Regions from separate parts of the Drosophila melanogaster genome. Here region 1 is linked to region 2. The links are chromatin contacts, called in public Hi-C maps. All regions are on one chromosome and are shown on one strand. The core of a region is the stretch at or near the end of the contact, and the rest is flanking DNA. Distances in the headings are between cores, read along the strand shown. Region 1 overlaps lncRNA:CR31386 (long non-coding RNA:CR31386). Region 2 holds the start of Cyp12e1 (Cytochrome P450 12e1).

Evidence for each region. Hi-C and Micro-C count contacts between places; a contact is called where the count stands out from the background.
Region 1: a contact with region 2 is called in a Hi-C map of the Kc167 cell line, with 2.1 times the contacts expected there. A contact is called at or near these places in 7 of 107 Hi-C or Micro-C datasets (the Kc167 cell line, embryo, eye imaginal disc and 1 more).

Annotation. Positions count from the first base shown.
Region 1 is chr3R:11,267,853-11,271,468 of dm6, forward strand. It overlaps lncRNA:CR31386 (long non-coding RNA:CR31386), which reads right to left. Exons shown (of 5, transcript NR_048373.1): 5 at 1,563-3,616. Among named protein-coding and RNA genes, the nearest start is that of lncRNA:cherub, 14 kb to the left of the region's middle.
Region 2 is chr3R:10,432,817-10,436,126 of dm6, forward strand. Cyp12e1 (Cytochrome P450 12e1) reads left to right here and starts at 1,973. Exons shown (of 6, transcript NM_141746.4): 1 at 1,973-2,061; 2 at 2,119-2,209; 3 at 2,284-2,527; 4 at 2,576-2,692; 5 at 2,751-3,201; 6 at 3,260-3,310. The coding sequence starts at 1,984.

The sequences.
Region 1 (3,616 bases), core at 124-2,623, 830 kb after region 2:
CGCATCGCCGGGTGTCCTGTAATGGCAAAGGCAAAGGAAAGAGGTCCTCGAGCGAAGACACGTGAGCTGCTGAGTGGTGCAACTTGCTTTAATATTAATAGCTTATTGCGACCAACTTGTCGTTGGTTTCTACCGATAAGGGTTATTTCGATTACATAGCAAAGGTATCTTTCAATACACATTTACAAAGCTATATAATATAAAACCAAAAAGTGTGTGTTGAATAGTAGTTATTAACGGTTTTTGTCAATGTCGAACTATCGAACTAAATTCTGGTATTTTATGTATAATTAATTAAAGCCTCTGTTACTTTAAATAAACATTTGTAATTTTCAAAAAATTGTTTTTTTTTCAGCCTGCATGGCAAATTCACTTGAAGTTCCATTTGATTCTCCAGCGGAAGCTGTCTCCGTCCTGGCAGGAAGCTCAGCCATGTCGCTGCTCCCCCACAGATTCATTCAGGAGGTGGAACTTTGTAGCTCATTAGAATATTTTCTGCCCAAAAACTTTCCGCAGCTAGAGAGACGGCATCGAAAAGGACAAAAGAGATAGAAAGCAATTGAATGGAGCTAGTGAGGAGGCAATGCATGCATTTATTTATAGCGCAAAAGTAAAACGAGTGAAACGAGAAAAAAAACGACATTCTTTGTTGGCATTCCATTTAATTGGTCTACGAGTTGTTCCTGTCGAGACTCTGGACCAGCATATCCCGCTCCTCATCCGGGAAGTTTCCCAGGCTCCGCACTCATTGTATCTGTTGGCCGCTCTGCATCTTGCAACTGGTTGGGACCTGAACTGGTCCTGATGGTCAGTAACCTTTGGCCCAAGAACTGCAAGTTCAGCTTCCCAAAAAAAAGGGTAAAAACCTCCGAAGATGCTGCGCAGATTTCTCAGATTTTCTCAGGATTTTCTTCGCTTCAAACTGGTCAGTGGCAGAACTTGGACGGGTCAAAGGATTGATGGGCATCTAAGGGTGGTTTTTAACGGACAACTTGGCGGAGGTATCTTTACCTTGTTGGGGTGTGTAAAATGTTCGACACGGATGTTTTCGAAAAATAATGTATTTTGGTTGAGCACCTGTTTGTTTTTATTACATACACTTTGGAATTGTAAATCACACGAACCATGATTAGATTGTTTGTATATATAATTAATTATTTTTATCTTTAAGCTATTTTAAATATTATATACCTTTTAAAATGTACAGAAGGACACCAATTTTAATTATATTTTAGGTATACAAAATTCGCTCAGTTTCCTTCAAACTCTTTCAGTTTTTTGTGTTCGCTCAGGATTTTTCAATTTCGCTCCGTTTTAATAGTAGCGCCCTCTGTTGTTTGGCTTCCTGAACAAGTTCGGAGAAATGGTTTGAGGGTTCAGCTTTCAACCACCAGGTGGTGGTTCTGCGGATAATTAAGTTATCCAGGAGTGAGAGAGCAGTATTCTCTTCGCGAAATGGATAAAATGATACCTTATTTTTTCAAACTGTAGGTATTTATTATTATACTTTGAACATTAATTTTTTGGTACAGCAATATATTTTAAAATAATTATTAATTATTATTGAATTAATCAGATTTAATTTTTAACACAAATAATTTATGAATAAGCCTTAACCAAATGAAATTATAAATAAGAATTATGAATAAAACTAGTTAAGTTTACAAAGTTTGTATCAATATTTTATATATTCATTTTATTTGCTTAATTTTTGTCATTTTTTTTACTTTATTACTTTATTGTGAAGAAACCGATTTTATAATATCTTACTTTTGGGGAGGTACTCCCAGTCAAAACTCTGATTGAATTTCATAAAATTGCTTAGCAACAATTAATTAAAAGTACCCGTTGACCTCCCTCCTCCTGTTATATAGCCCGACCATTTCACGATATCCTTTTTTCAAATGTTACCTAGCGAAAATCTTATTGGTGAAGGCGAGTCAAGGCGACCTCAAGCCAAGTCCTTCGTTTCCATCTTTTTTGCAAAAGCGTTCGGTTTTGGCTTCGCATTCGTCGTCGCGCAGAAAAAGGAGGCAGCGATATAAAATAAATTAAAAGAAAGAGCCAGCAGCAGGACGAAACCGCGAAGAAGAAGAGAGAAGGTCCTGGGCAAGAAGCAGGAGCAGAAGCAGGAGGCAGGCCAAAGCAAAGCAAAGCCAAGCAAATGCTTTGCATTTTTAAAATAGAAAAGGGGCGGAGCACATTTAAATGTGGCTTGGTTTTTTTTTCGCCGGCATTCCTCTTCTTCATCGTCCTTGTCGTCCTTTTTTCACTTGGCTGCTGCCACTTACTATGCAGTCCAATAAGATGAGGCCAAGGCAAGGAGGCGAGCGACAGAGACGCAGATAGAAACTAGTTGGAAAAATAGCTGAGATGGGGAGAAAGGGTCCTGGAAATGGCAGGACGTGCACTTAAAAGTATAAAAGGCAGCAAAAGAAAATTATCAAACGAAAACAAATATTAATGCCAGTTAGTGGGAAGGAGGAAAGGCAAATGCAAATGACAGCTGGCGGAATGAGTGCGAGAAGAAGTGGAAGTAGCAGAAAAAGGACCCAGTGACAAAATGGCACTTTGAGGGCACGTAACGATGGTTGAAAAGGATATGAAAGAATTTTCGCAAACGTAGTTAGTTCGGCTGGGCGGTTGGTCTGCTGGGAAGTTGGGCAGTTAAGGTGGTTGGTTCAACAGCCGCTTGTCTGATTCTCCAAAGGACCAAGCCCCCAAGGACCGAGGACCAAGGACCAAGCGAACGGCACCGGACTGCATTCATTTGTAAATATTGTAGCCTGCAGGATACGTATGCAAATAACATTAAGAGCATCGCATAGAAAAATGTAATTTCACTTGATTTGCTCAAAAATGCAAACAGAGACGAGGAGGCACACACACACACACACACACACATAGAAACCGAACACACACCGACACGAAGGACACGTACACGGGCAGACAGATAACGGGCCATAACATGGTAGAAAGTTAAACGAAGATAAGAGCCAGAAGAAAGGAAGGAAGGAAGCAGCGGCAACAGGAAAAAGTCAGCTCCTGACAGGATATGAAGCGAAGGACGAGGGGCCAGCCCAGCTGGAGGCATTCGAGGACATCGAGGAAGTAGGCAGTTACTTCGATACGACGACTGGAGCGAGAAGGGTGCAAATCGAAATCGCTAGGGTGATACATAAGGTCATCCAAACAAGATTTAATACTGTAGCAAAACGCAATGAAGCTGCCTAAGAACAACATTTAACAAACCTCTAAAACTTATACTGATGAAGTGAAATAAGAAAGTAAAAATTCTTGGTAACTACACATTGTTGAAAATAGATTTTTAAATTAAGTGAATATGATATTAGAAACTAAACATTTCTTTTAAAATATGAATTTATGTAGTTGATCCCATTTATTTTTAAGCTTATCTGAAAATAAGTTTCGATTGAGTGATATTTTAAATCGTGCTCCGTCCGTAAGTTTGCATATACTTTCATGTTTTTTTTTTTCTTGAGATACCCTTGTGCAGTAACAGCCTACTTTCGAGTATCCTGAGCCAGTATCCTTTAGGTCCTCATCCCCCTCGAAGTCTGGCCTGGTGTCTGACGAAGCTAGCAACTCAATCGTG
Region 2 (3,310 bases), core at 723-3,222:
CGTTCGGGGTGAAGCGGGTGGAGTGGGTGGAATGGGTGGCCCGAGTGGCTGCGTGGGCGAATGGGCAGGCGCATCATCCATCAATGGCATTTGCGGCAAGGACAGCGGCGAGTGCTCTCGGTGAGTGCTTCTGACGTTTTTGTGTCGCAGACACAACAACACTAATATTGGGGGCGAGTGGGGGAGGTCCCAGGATCTGGCTAGCATCCCCCTTCTTTTTTTTCCAAGCTCATGCGGCGAAATTTGTTCAGTTTTCGCTGCAAAGAAAAATCAAAATCTCTGCACTGAGGGGAAAATAACGATCACATATAATTCGATATAAAGTTGCTTAGTTTTTTGCCATTTCTGATATTCTTTTTAATATTATGTAATTGTTTTCATAAATGTATTTATGGCACCCAAAAAACTGTATTGTTTTAGCAACTCTTTCTGCGTTCTATTCTCTTCCTATTATCCTTTTTCTTTATTCTGTGCAAGGTCCTACCCTTTTGCCCTATGCTCTGCTATTTGTAAAATAATAACATAAAATATGGCTGGCCTTGAACAATTTACTTTTATTTTATTATTATTGCCCAGCCTCCGTTGAAACTCCGCTTCAACATGTGAATCGTTCTTTCCTCTCTTTCCTTTTGTAAATGTGGGTGTATGTGTGTTTTCGTGTGGGTGAGATGTCTGCATTGTTGTTGCGCCCCGCTTTTAGCTTCATTAAATTTATGTTGCAACCCACCCGCCGACCCCGCTTACTCCAAATATCCTGGGCCTAGTTGCACGTGCCGCGTGGCCGTAAAACAGATCGTAAAAGTTTATTACTTGCGGCTTTTGTTTGTTACTCTGTATGTGTGTGCTGCTTTCTCTTTTCCCTACGACTATGTGTGTGTGTGTGTGTGTGGTGCGCTCTCGCCTTTTCGATGTGTTTGTGTGAACCGCCGTCGCTGTCAGCTGTCAAATTGAATTTGTTTATATTGCCAACAGCTCGCCGCTCCAACAGGTTTCATTTTCACTCCCGTCCCGGAAATCATTGCGTCATGCTGATATTTTGTATTTTAACACCCCTCCGTCGCCCTCTGACTGCCACGCCCCCTTTTTTCCGGCCACGTCATCCTCAGGCTTTGTGTTTAGGCTGCAAAAGTCGATTTTTGTTGGTTTAGGTCAGTTTAGTTAGCTGGCTTTGACAGCTCAAAGTCGAGGTCAACTTTTGTATGCCCATCATCAGCTGTCTCTGTGTGAGTGTGAGTGTGAGCGAGCGTGTGTGTGCGTGCTCGAGTGTCCCTGTGTGTGTGACTGGGTTTCAGTCGGTGGGTGTGTATGTCCTTACACAGGATATATTTATGGGCCCGCTTGTCGAGACGCTTACACTCGCTGCGACGCGTCCTTGTCAGTTGCCAAAAACATAAAAAATCGATTTTATTATAGCCGTCAGTCTGGCCCGTCTATATAGATTTTCTGTCACCGCTGATATTGCCTTTGTCTGGGTATCGTTGTCCCTGTGTGGGTGTGTGTTGGTGACAGGCTTAAATTTCCGGCGGCTCTGCTAAGGTTTTTAAAGATCTAACAGGGTCAACGTTGCGTATGCGTTATGTGTAAGTTAGCTAGGGAAATTATAAGCTTAACATGAATTTAGATACCTTAACAGATAGTGAACGCTATGTGGCGACTATTAGAGTTTGAATGTATCATACACTTATGCTAAACATTGGATTTATTTGTAGAATGAGTACACAGAAATAACAGACGAAAGACAAAATATAGAATTAAGATAGGCATTCCAATTATGACATCACAAAAGCTTATTTCCAAGTTTTGCAATCTTTCCAACGAAATCGAGACCAAAACAAATTGCTGAAAAAAACATAAACAAAATTAATCAAATATTCACCCGCTGAGAAAAAGAGCGAACTGGAAAGCTTTGCAAAGCTCACTAAATGTGAATTAATTCAAAAAGTTTACTAATCGAAAGTTGAAAGAATCTTTTTAGTCTGCAAAATGTTGTCAACGCAGTGGAACGCAAATAAACAGATCTCTAGGCAGATCTACCAGCTATGCAGGGGTCTGGCCCAAAAGGTAAGGAAAATATATTTTAAATATATATTTATATGTGTATGTAGCATAAATCAATAGGCCACAGCAGTGAACTTGGAAGAGGCCAAACCTTATGCTGATATTCCGGGACCCAGTAAATTGCAATTGATCAGAGCTTTTCTGCCGGGCGGTAAGTGAAGGAAAAGCTTTCCAGTATTCTCTCATTCGAGAATTGTTGATCTTTTGTTGAAATCCTCTCTTAAGGTCTCTATAAGAATTTGCCGGTCCACGAAATGTTTCTCGATATGAACCGACAATATGGAAGTATCTTTCGGATGCCCAGTGTGGCAGGAACCGATTTGGTGCTAACGATGAATCCTCAGGACTACGAAGTAATCTTTCGAAACGAGGGTCAGTATCCTTATAGAAGGAGTTTTGAGGTAATGGACTACTTTAAAAGGGTTCACCGGCGGGAAGTATTCGATGGCTATGATGGGTTGACTTCGGGGTAAGTAAACTAGATTTGAGGAGTAATATGACATTTATAAACTTTTAGAAATGGACCTGCTTGGGGCAAAATGCGCACTGCTGTCAATCCCATTTTGTTGCAACCACGTAACGCCAAGCTTTATATGACGAATTTGGTACAAGTAAGCGATGAGTTTCTGGAGCGGTAAGCAATGTTAGAATTTTCACTAAAATCTAAAAGAACTTCTTTAATTAAATTTAAGCATTCGCATTATTCGAGATCCTGTTACGCAAGAGATGCCAGATGACTTTGCCGTGGACATTCGGCATTTGGTGATCGAATCGATTTGCTCTGTTGCCCTGAACACACATCTTGGCTTATTGGGAGAACAGCGGAATAACAAGGATATTCAAAAGCTCGTCTTGGCTCTGCAAGATGTAGTTGAGCTGGGCTTTCAGCTGGACATTATGCCCGCATTTTGGAAATATTTGCCAATGCCTAATTTCAAGAAGCTCATGCGTTCATTGGATACAATTACGGACTTTTGCTATTTCCACATTGGGAACGCTTTAAAACGGATCGAGGAGGACGCCAAGGCTGGAACACTGAATGAGATTGGTTTGGAAACTAGCCTGCTGGAGAAGCTGGCCCGCTTCGATCGCCAAACAGCAGTGATTATAGCCATGGATTTGCTATTTGCAGGAGCGGATCCTGTAAGTTTACAATTGAATCACTTCAAAATTATTAAAGTTCATTCTATTTCATTGGCAGACTCTTGTAACCCTAGGAGGAATCTTATTCAGCCTGTCCAAGAGTCCTGAC